Linked DNA regions of Hordeum vulgare: region 2 is linked to region 1. Evidence: chromatin contacts called from public Hi-C data. All regions are on one chromosome and are shown on one strand. The core of a region is the stretch at or near the end of the contact, and the rest is flanking DNA. Distances in the headings are between cores, read along the strand shown.

What was found. A called contact is a pair of places that touch in the nucleus more often than the background predicts.
Region 2: a contact with region 1 is called in a Hi-C map of seedling, with 2.8 times the contacts expected there. The contact joins the promoter of LOC123452290 here to the promoter of LOC123452279 in region 1. A contact is called at or near these places in 2 of 6 Hi-C or Micro-C datasets (leaf and seedling).

What each region holds. Positions count from the first base shown.
Region 1 is chr5H:528,703,283-528,708,692 of MorexV3_pseudomolecules_assembly, forward strand. LOC123452279 (COBRA-like protein 3) reads right to left here and starts at 2,701. Exons shown (of 6, transcript XM_045128913.1): 1 at 2,328-2,701; 2 at 1,592-1,671; 3 at 861-1,317; 4 at 259-418; 5 at 1-170. The coding sequence starts at 2,427. It also overlaps the pseudogene LOC123452281.
Region 2 is chr5H:529,072,415-529,078,200 of MorexV3_pseudomolecules_assembly, forward strand. LOC123452290 (60S ribosomal protein L13a-4) reads left to right here and starts at 3,924. Exons shown (of 4, transcript XM_045128922.1): 1 at 3,924-4,276; 2 at 4,396-4,512; 3 at 4,597-4,684. The coding sequence starts at 4,005. LOC123452289 reads left to right here. Exons shown (of 8, transcript XM_045128921.1): 3 at 1-1,544; 4 at 1,645-1,726; 5 at 1,810-1,876; 6 at 1,968-2,153; 7 at 2,261-2,321; 8 at 2,419-2,779. The coding sequence ends at 2,591. It also overlaps the pseudogene LOC123400530, the pseudogene LOC123400531, the pseudogene LOC123400533 and the pseudogene LOC123400532.

The DNA.
Region 1 (5,410 bases), core at 1,451-3,950:
GGTAGTTGAAGTTTGTGATGGTGACTTTCACTCTCCAGTAGTCCTTGTAGTTGAGCTTCACATGCCAATGGATTCTTATCGGGCACATGTGGGACGTACATTGGACAAGAGGCTGCCCGGTTAGTTTGCCAGGGCCATTGATGGCAGATTGTAAATAAGGTGAATTGTCACTGTAAAATGGATAGGGTTCATTAGGAATCTGCAGCGAGTTAAAACCTTAATATGAAGCATAGTAAAGAGTAATAATTATTAACTCACTTTACACAGCTTCCTGGACGAGTAATATTGTTTTGGCAACCGCAAGAGCACGTTGGGCAGTTCACAATAGTGTCATTATAAAACGATGAGAGAGATACACAGCAGGTCGGAGTCTTCTGAGCAAGAAATTGGGAGTATGTGCAGGTTACATTCCACGACACTGTCAATAGAGAATTTCTTTTGTTAATACCCGCTAAATAAAGAACACTATCAGCAATAAAGCATAAAACATATATGGAACCAATCTGATGTTTCCTGCATTTGACATGCATTATTTGCAAGTGAACAAAACTCGTTAAGATATTGTCAGGCTTAGCGGTGGCCTGTTTTCAAATAAATATCAGCTAACAACGATCCCAGGTGATGAACTCATCCCCCTTCCGAAAATGAATCACTTCTTGTTTACATGGATTTACCCTTTCCAGTCTTTCACTAATCCTACACATATTATAACATAACATTCATTCACGATTAAGGAGCAGAAGAATGCAGAAGTGATAGTAGGATTTGTTTAGCTCAATTGGTTTAGCTTGCTAATGCATTTGCGCAAAGTATTCAAGCAATATAGAGCAAGCACTGAAGAGCAATAGTGGGCAACTTACTGAGAGCTTGGGTTACCCTGCGCCCGTCTGACGAGTAATACTTGGTAGGCCTGCCAACAAGAGCACGCCCACATGTGTACCCTGGACCTGGGGCCTTAAGGGTGAAGTTCTTTGGCATCTTAACCGTCTTATTGGTAGTCCCAGCAAGACCAACACTAATCTGGAAGGAGGAAGCAGCATTTCCTGGGTCCTGGTTAAATGTCTTTATAACTCCTGCCTTGCAACAGTTGGCAATTTGCTGGTTGAATGGGGTGCCTGGAAGAAGATCGACGATCGTCGGATCTCTCTTGCAGCAATGGGGAGGGGCGCTCTTGAATTTTGAGCAATCACCCTGCTCAGTGGCCTGAGCCCCCACCATCGACCAGATGACCTCTTTCTTTGCCCACGACCACCCTAGCTGCCACCCAGGCGCAGATATGTGTCGGAACTGCTGGTAGTTGAACATTGTGACCGTTGCCTGCACATGACAAGTTTGGAATAAAGATCATGATACAGGTAGAGTGTGACAAGATATCCATAATCTGCTGATAATTGTACTTGGTACTACTATGTAGTTTGCGGCAAAGTTTGCAATCAATCATTAGGAAGCTGTTGATGTGAAGAGTGTCTACTATATTGTTTGTGGCAAAATTTGTAATCAATCATTAGCAAGCTGTTGATGTGAAGAGTGGCTACTGCAAATTTTGTAACACATCATTAGCAAGCTATTGATGTGAAGAGGTGCTACTTACAACATAACCATCCGGAGTCCACGAAATAATATCCCATTTTATCGTGATGTTGCCATTTGGATCCAGCGAATCATAAGCCTCTGCGTGAACAAACAAACAAAGGGTGCATATATTAGATACATATATATGGAAACAAACTAAATAAAGAAGGTGATACACACTAGATACTATGTTTTCAGCAGGATAGTATAGTAAATAAAGAGTAACAAAGAGGTGAGACGCACTAAATAAAGAGGGTTACATCATAATTCCAATTTGCAGGATCTATCCGCTTAAGTTGCCCGCCGGATATTTTCTAGCAGCAAAACAATTGATCGACATGTTTCTACTGATCCCCTTCCCTCCTGGACAGATCTACCGCCACAGAGCTCGACACGAGCAAGTGTGAAGAAGAATCAGCAGAGTGGCAGCGGGGAAGCTCGACAGATCGCCCGTCTCACAGTTATGGATAGCTTCCTAATTTAGCTTCAGAACTCGGACAAGCTCGAAATGAACGGACGGAAGTAACCCAGTGGGATCAAAATTAGAAGCCACCGACACCGACAGCACTAACTAAACGGGAGCGGGCATTGACCAGCGCGCATGGCAGAAGCGTGCGACCGCCTCGTCTCAGCGATGCTCCGCGGCGATCGGGATCCGTGAACAGAACTACAGATTCGCCGGCTCCAGGCACGACGACGAGGCACGAGAGAGGGGGAGAAGGGCCGGGGTTGGGCGGGAAGGGGAGGAACCGAACCTGTGGTGGCCGGCGCGGAGAAGAAGAGCACCGCCGCGAGCAGCACGGCGCAGCAGGCCGCGGATCTGGAGCCCCCGGCGACGCCACCAACCGGCGCCATTTTTCCTCCCGCGCTACCCCACCGACACTCCCCAGCAGCCGCACCTACCCACCCACCGATCCCCGCTTCGCTCCGTACGGCGAGGAATGCGGCCGCGCCCGCCGATGATGGGGGGAGCTGGAGATCTGCGGCGACTGAGCAGGTGGTGGTGGTGGTGGTGGGAGTGGGACTTAAAGCATGTGCGGCCGCGGCCGTCTCCCCAGTTTTTACTGCGACGAGACGCGCTCCGTCTGCGAGTGTGCTCCCTCACGGACGCTTCCTTCCGCGCCTCGGTGGGAATTATATCGCGGGGAGGGGAGGGGGCGCCTTTTTTTTTTCCCCTTCCTCTCCCCCGCGAGGAAAGAGCAGATGTGACGGCCCAACCTCCGAGGTGGTTTGGACTGAAATGCCCTCTGCTCGTACAGCTGTTCCCTATTGGGCGATGGATGTCATGTCACTCATCGGGAGCTGGGACAGGGGCAGGGGCTGCCACCCCCCGCCTATGGCGCTCGTGGAGCGGGTGTTTGGGTGTCGGTCTCGGAGATCATTCTGCGTGAGCAAACTTTGCCTAAATGTGACAAAGTCCGATGCCAAAATGTAGCACATGTTTCAAGCAAAAGTACTGGCCTTGCTCAATTCTGCTTCAACAAACCTTGCCAAATCTGATAAATTTTGGTGTCCAAATAGCATGGCACCGCCCATGAGCGCGCGCGCGCGCACACACACACGAGAGAGACCCCCTCCCCGGCGTGCCCCTCCCTGCTGTGTGAGACTATGCCTATACCGATCTTTCTATTAAGATTGTGATGATGTGACTATAATTTGATTTGAATGACCTATAAATTGGTCTAAGTCCTATCGTACAATGTGTCGTACAAGAAGCTTCTCAAAGGAACCAACTTGGTAAAGTAGTGTTCAACTAGGTCGCCCTATAGGTGAGAATAACGGTATAATTGTTATATCCACATAAAACATAAAAAAAACATTGGTGCTGAAGACATCATCGTCGCACTGGGCAACACACGCCTCAGCCAATGCTCTGCTACCATATTGTTGTCTTGCCATTCAGGATGTTGCTCTCATCATTCTCGCCTCCACCTATAGGCATGGCTTGTGTCACCTCTCTCCAGCCTAGTTTTCATAATGGTTGGAGGACACTACATACATAGGCAGATCATTTGCAGGACAAAGGAGGGTCCTGGCCTCCCCTTGCATGATGAAGATTGCAAGGATAAGCTTGCATTAGTGTTAAACCCTGCTGATCTTCCGGCTTCTCAATCTCCCTAACCTTTGAGACCCCTTCTTCAATTTGGTCCACGCTTCGCCGTTGACTATGTAAGGCTAGATCTGGCTATATCCAACATGTGCATCTTCCAATCCATCAAAGAGCAAATATACCTATAACAAACAGCTCCTTTGGTTGTTGTCTAACTTCAACCGCCACACCACCATTAAAGATGGCATTTCCTTTAGAGACGAATCTTGTTGCAACCACGTCAAGAGACGGTTGATAGGTTCCATGCCACATGTAACTACCGTGTTGGCGAAGAAATAGTGTTTTTGGGATATGGAAGGACGCGTGCCATTTGCTCAAGAGGTTCTAATTTGATTAAGGAAGAGATGTGGTCTTATGAGATTGTTTTTCCTTGGGGTAGAGACTACACTCTACCATCTTTGATAAAGGAGCATATCGGGATGTTGATTCCAAAGAACCAAATTCTACACTACCATCATTTTTAACTCTCACCAAATGTGATGTGAGTTTTCAAGATGGTGTGGAGGTTATGTTTCTTTGGCTATCTAGCTTAATTTGTATAAACAAGCTTCACAGAGGACAATATCCACAACTTGAATTGGTTCCAGTGAAATCACAAGCTAATGGGTGACACATGAGGCAAGCCTCGGTGAATTGCCATGGGTTCAATGTTGTTGAGCTAACTACACTCGGTGAGGAGGTAGATGGAGCGTGTTTGGTACCTCACATGTTGATTTGGTATTTTCCTATGGACTGCAATTGTAGGGAATTTGGATGGCACCTTGTTTTCATATGGCGAAGACAACTCAACAGTCTCGGAAGGGGGGTAATGATGAACATATGGCGAACGTGGGTTTTGCGAGCTCATGCAAATCACTATTTGTGGATTATGAGACATGCCTGGTGTTGTTGGGCGTGGACACCCTTGTACCAAGCTCAGACAATGTTCCTTTTTCTATGCCATAATGTTTGAGTTGATGTATGAAGCTCGGACGATGTTCCTTTCCTATTCTCAAAGGTGTACCCATATTGAACTACCCGGTTGTATAGGACACTGAGTGCAAAATGTTTTCTTTGTAGGTTTCATGCAAAGTATAGTGTGTCGCATTCCATGAGTGATAATATGCTAGGACACCAGGTCATTTTCTCTCTAGGTCTGCCACTGTTTATTTTATGTGGCAATGTTTAGTTGATGCATGAAGGTTGGATGTTTTCTTTTTGTGAGTCAATGTATCAAACTCCGATGCCCCCCCCCCTTTTCCTTGTGAGATAATGGTTTCGTTGTTGACCCTGCTAGCCACATAGTAGCATGGACAATGTTCTTTCATTTTGTAATTTTCTTGTTTCGTCTAGTCAAGACCATATCCCAAGCTCTAGTGTTTTATTTTTATTTTTAGTGTGTCCTTCTCTATAATTTCCTGGCAATAAAATAGCTCGATGTAGTTATTTCGTAAAAAGAACAAGCTCATTGTTGATGGACCATGAAAATAAACCCCAAATAGATAATAAGATTTTTTTGGGTTTAGTTTTACCAGAATTGAAGTTTATTGTTTGCCGTCAGAGTGAAAAAGCACTGCAAACAACAACATCTAAACATTATCTTGGGCTTGTTTGGCATGCCACATTTAGTCACAGACCTAAAAAGGCGTTATGTGACTTTGATGACCTCCACTTTCAACCGGCGTTGTATTTTTATTTTTCTGAAACGAGTCAAAAGATTTACCATTTTTATTAATGAAGAAAAAGAGA
Region 2 (5,786 bases), core at 2,674-5,173, 370 kb after region 1:
ACCTTCTGGTCTTGTTTCCCAGCCTAACATCTCAGAAGAGCGCAAGAATTTTGGGTCTGGTAAGCATACGAGAGAAGCTATTCTTCGTACGTCATTTAATAGTGCTGGAATAGAAAAGGTCTTACCATCTGAAAATCAGAAGAACCAGTCGTATCCATTCAATGAAGGTGCGAACTTCTTTCAGACAGGAAACACAGACCCTAACTTCAGGGCAGATGTTCATCACCGTAGGAACATCTATGTATCAGGAGGCATAGGGAATTCAGAGTATGAATTTCAGAGGAACCAGTCACATCCATTCAGTGAAGGTGGAAACTTCTTTCAGCTAGGAAGGGCAGACCCTAACTTACGGGCAGGTGTTCATCATAGTATGGACATGTATGGATTAGGAGGCATGGGGAATTCAGAGTATAGGTTTCAGAGGAACCGGTCACATCCATTCAGTGAAGGTGCAAATTTCTTTCAGCTAAGAAGGGCAGACCCTAACTTAAGGGCAGGTGTTCATCATAGTATGGACATGTATGGATCAGGAGGCATCGGGAATTCAGAGTATAGGTTGCAGAGGAACCGGTTGTATCCATTTGATGAAGGTGCAAACTTCTTTCAGCTTGGAAGGACAGACCCTAACTTTAGGGCAGGTGCTCATCACAATATGAACATCTATGGATCAGGCGCCATGGGGAATTCAGAGCATGGATTTCAGAGGAACCAGTCGTATCCATTCAGTGAAGGTGCAAACTTCTTTCAGCTAGGAAGGGCAGACCCTAACTTTAGGGCAGGTGTTCATCATAATATGAACATCCATGGATCAGGCGCCATGAGGAATTCAGAACATGGATTTCAGAGGAACCAGTCGTATCCATTCGATGAGGGCGCAAACTTCTTTCAGTCAGGAAGGGCAGACCCTAACTTCAGGGCAGGTGTTCATCACTATATGAATATCTATGGATCAGGCTCCATGGGGAATTCAGAACATGGATTTCAGATGAACCACTCGTATCCATGCGATGAAGGTGCAAACTTCTTTCAGCGAGGAAGGGCAGACCCTAACTTTAGGGCAGGTGTTCATCATAGTATGAACATCTATGAATCAAGGACCATGGGGAGTTCAGATCATGGATTTCAGAGGAACCAGTCGTATCTATTCAATGAAGATGCAAACTTCTTTGAGCTAGGAAGGGCAATTCCTAACTTTAGGGAAGGTGTTCATCATAGTATGAACATGTATGGATCAGACGCCAATGAGAATTTAGAGCATGGATTTGGAAGAAGTTATTTGGATCATACCAGTACTGAAAGAAATGAAATGCAGGAGAAAGAACGAACTTGCTTATCAACAAAACACAACAATGACCGGATAAGCCCTTCAAGTTTAGCTCAGGCATACAGCGAAAAGCTTAGAATGTCCTTCCCGCCAAGAGATTCCTTGATAGGGATTCGGAAGAAAAAGCTTCTTATTCTAGATCTCAATGGCCTGCTTGCGGATATCAATGAAGATTTCCACAATGCTCACATGGCTGATGCAAAAGTTCGAAGGAAACTAGGTAAAGTTACTTGTACAATTGTCCATAATTATTGTTTGTGAAAATGCAGATATAGAACTGTGACAGATGATATTAATATAGTACTACACCTTTCTACCAGTCTTCCGAAGGCCTTACTGTGATGATTTTCTCAACTTCTGCATAAAAAATTTCGAGCTAGGTGTATGGTCCTCAAGGAAACGGTACTATTTACTATCCACATATTTTGTTTTACTTTATCCTCATTGCTCCATGTTTACTAATGTGTGATTTATCATTTTTCTAGGAAAAATGTTGATTCTGTTGTTGACATCCTCATGAGTGATTTCAAACCATACCTACTGTTTTCTTGGGTAAGTAACAGAAACAAACCTGTGGTAGATGGACATGGTCGACTGTATGTAATTTTGGTCCTAATATGTTTTATGACCTTCATATGGGCAGGCCAGGGATAAATGCACAATGACTGGACGTAACACACTGGAGAACGTGCACAAACCAATAGTACTGAAGGAATTGAGGAAACTGTGGAATAAGGAAGAACCTGGTCTTCCTTGGAAGGAGGGAGAATTTTCACCTTCCAATACATTACTTGTGGACGATTCTCCTTACAAGGCTCTGCGCAATCCGGTATTTTCTCAGCTGTTTCCATATACCAGCGTCTTGTTTAAGTGTCTCGTTTAACTGTATCATTTCTATATTAGAATAATGCATATTTTCATGCCAATGTTATGCAGCCACACACTGCCATTTTTCCTCAACCGTTCAGCTATCTTAACCAGAACGACAATTCATTGGGTATGCATTCACCACTTCATGTTGATGTACTTACGTAGTTACCTGTTACACTACTACAGCCTATTGATGCATATAAATTACAATTTCCGATAAGCAGGTCCTGATGGAGATCTTCGCATGTATCTGGAGAAACTCGTTTTTGCAGATGATGTTGAGTGCTACGTTGGCAATAATCCATTTGGTCAACCTTTTATTACACAGAGTGATCCAAATTGGAACTTCTATGCTGAAATAGCTGGTAAAGAGTATGGTGCATTAACTTGTGCCTGAACGTCCCAATATCTAGTGAGGCGGACTAGTAGACTGATCTTGTGTTGATTCTTCAGACATGAGGGGAAGTTGTCGCATGTTTGTTGTATACCTGACCTCCAAACTAATTTTACCGTGGATTTTTGGGCACCAACAGTTATAACTTGTACGGATGTGAATATGAATGAATTTTGTACCGGTGACTCGAATTTTTGGAAAGCCTTATATTTATTCAGTTTTTATTTTTTTATGTTTTTCCCTACCTAGGCACTGATGTGGTTCTGTGTTGTTCTTTTATATCTTGCACCCATTTTCTCGTGAGCCCTAAAGGTACTACTCCAGCGTTTATCCCATTAGTTTTGAACTGTTTAAAAAAATCCAGTACTGGATAACATCTACACCACTTCAAGAAAGTAGTATTGCTACGTAGTACCATTGTCCCATGTTTTTGAACTGCTTTCATACATGTTTTTTCCTTCTATTTTTGGTTATGATCTACAAAAAAAATTGTATAGATTCATCTTTGCGGCAAGTGCAATGTTTCTATGTGTGTTTTAGGAGTTAGTTAGACAATAACATAATTTGCGGAACATGAAATCGTTCGCAAAGCTATGTTCACACAGACGAGAATAGCGCAATCGAACAATTATAAACTTAAGCTTAATTAATTTATCTTCTATGATATAAAATAATAATAATTTAGTTTAGAGAATTGAACCAGCCTCTTTGTTTTTCTTACTATTATCAGCCATTTAACTCATCGACAAAAAGCTTTGTACTCCCTCTTTCCATATATATAGGGTCTAATGCGTTTTTCGAGACTAACTTTGATCATATGTTAGAGCAATAATATATGGCATGCAAGTTACACAAAGCATATCTTCAAATTCGTACGTGAAATGAGCTTTCAATGATATAATTTTCACATTATATAATTCATATACTATTAATCTTATCAATAGTCAAAGGCAATCTCGAAAAATGCATTAGGCCCTATATATATATGGATGGAGGGAGTACGAATAATTCCTCCCTCGACACATTTGATTTTTTATTTAGGATGACATTGTCTTTTTGAAGGTCACCAGTTTCATTTTCATAGATAATATATTTTCAGTACTTTATTTAAAACATTTGGCATTTTTTTTTACCCACAAACGTACAGTATATCTTTGTCAGACAAAATCCTTCAGCAAGCCCGTCAGCGCAGAATAAACTTTTCTAAACTCGTAAAGCCTCTAAACCTAATAAGCCTAGCCCATTTAACACTACAGCCCGGACGGGAGCGGCCCAGCAACTGGCCCATGCAAGACACCCTAAACGCGGAGATCTATAAATACGAAACCCTAAGCGCCGCACTGCTCTCCATTCCGCCTCCACCCCCCGAACTCCAAACCCTAGTAGCTGCGCCGCCGCCGCCAGGTAAGAGGCGAGATGGTGTCCGGCTCCGGCGTGTGCGCCAAGCGCGTGGTGGTGGACGCCCGCCACCACATGCTCGGCCGCCTGGCGTCGATCGTCGCCAAGGAGCTGCTCAACGGGCAGCGCGTGGTGGTGGTCCGCTGCGAGGAGATCTGCATGTCCGGCGGCCTCGTCCGCCAGAAGATGAAGTACCTCCGCTTCCTCCGCAAGAGGATGAACACCAAGCCATCCCACGGCCCCATCCACTTCCGCGCCCCGGCCAAGATCCTCTGGCGCACCATCCGCGGGTACGTCGCCGGCGACGCTGCCGCCGCTTAGATCCGTCGCTTCCGCCTCTGTACTTATGTCGCCGTTCCCATTTGGGTTTGTGTGTTCTTATGATGCTTTGCTTGGTGGCGCTCTGCAGTATGATTCCGCACAAGACCGCGAGGGGCGAGGCCGCACTTGCCAGGCTCAAGGCGTACGAGGGTGTGCCGCCGCCGTACGACAGGACCAAGCGCATGGTCATCCCCGACGCGCTCAAGTACGTCGGCGTTCGACTGTCTTCTAGATCTCTGCGTACGTCGTATATGTATGTTTGGTGTTGACGTTGCTTGTGATATTGCAGGGTTCTGAGGCTGCAGCCCGGGCACAGGTACTGCCTCCTGGGCCAGCTCTCCAAGGAGGTCGGATGGAACTACGCCGACACCATCAGGGTAAGCTATTTCCTTTCCTTTTTTCTTCGGTGCTCACTAGTTGCTAGCGTTCGATTGTTACGGTCCTGCTATACTAAAATGGGTCTAGTTGTACTAATCATTCAATGAAAGTTCACTCTGGTTTGCTGGTACTCTAGTAGATATTCAGATTTTTGTCATATATGCTCCCCTGTTGATAAATGATTTGTTCTGCATTTGGAAAATGTTTATGCTGATGCCCACGGATTTTAGAAGCCATTTACAGATCATGCTTTATTATACCGTGAAGAATTTTATTTGCTCATGCTTGCAGTCATTGATGAGAACTGGGTCTAGTTGTACTCATGCTTGCTGAGATGTGCATGATCTGGCTGATGAATAAAATCGTTCGGATTCCCACTGATTTGTCATGATTATTACAACCAGCTACTTCTGACAGATCATGCCATCTCTTGGATTATATCTGCATATTTGTACTCTTTTATCATTTGGCAATACGTGCCTTTCTTAGTATTTTGCAAACCTCTTAGCAATACAGTTTGAATCCGCTTCTTTTATGTTCTGCTAGCTGACAAGATGTGCATGACCTGGGTGATGAATAAAATCGTTCGGATTCCCACTGATATTTCATGATTATTATAACCAGCTACTTCTGACGGGTCATGCCATCTCCTGAATTTCATTTGGACGTTTTTACCGCTTTAGACTGACTGTAATCCAACATTGGTTATGAATCTTGCTGCTCGTTGTGTTCTATTGGTTTAACACGATTCTGGGTGACGAAGAAAATCGTTCGGATTCCCACTGATATTTCATGATTAGTGTAACCAGCTACTTCTGACGGATCATGGCATCTCCTGAATTACATTTGCATTGCTATATGACTGGCTGTACATGCACTCCTTATTTTGGTTGCAACCTTGTTACTCTCTGTCTTCTATTGGGTACAATTACATGCTTCTGTGTGATGAAGAAAATCGTTCGGATTCCCACTGATACTAAATGATTATCACAACCAACTACTTCTGACAGATCATGCCTTTTTGTGCTCTTACTAGATTTTGTTCTCTTTTGGGTTTCAGTTAAACTCTCTGCATCTTTATTCCGCAGTTTTGCTGGTGTT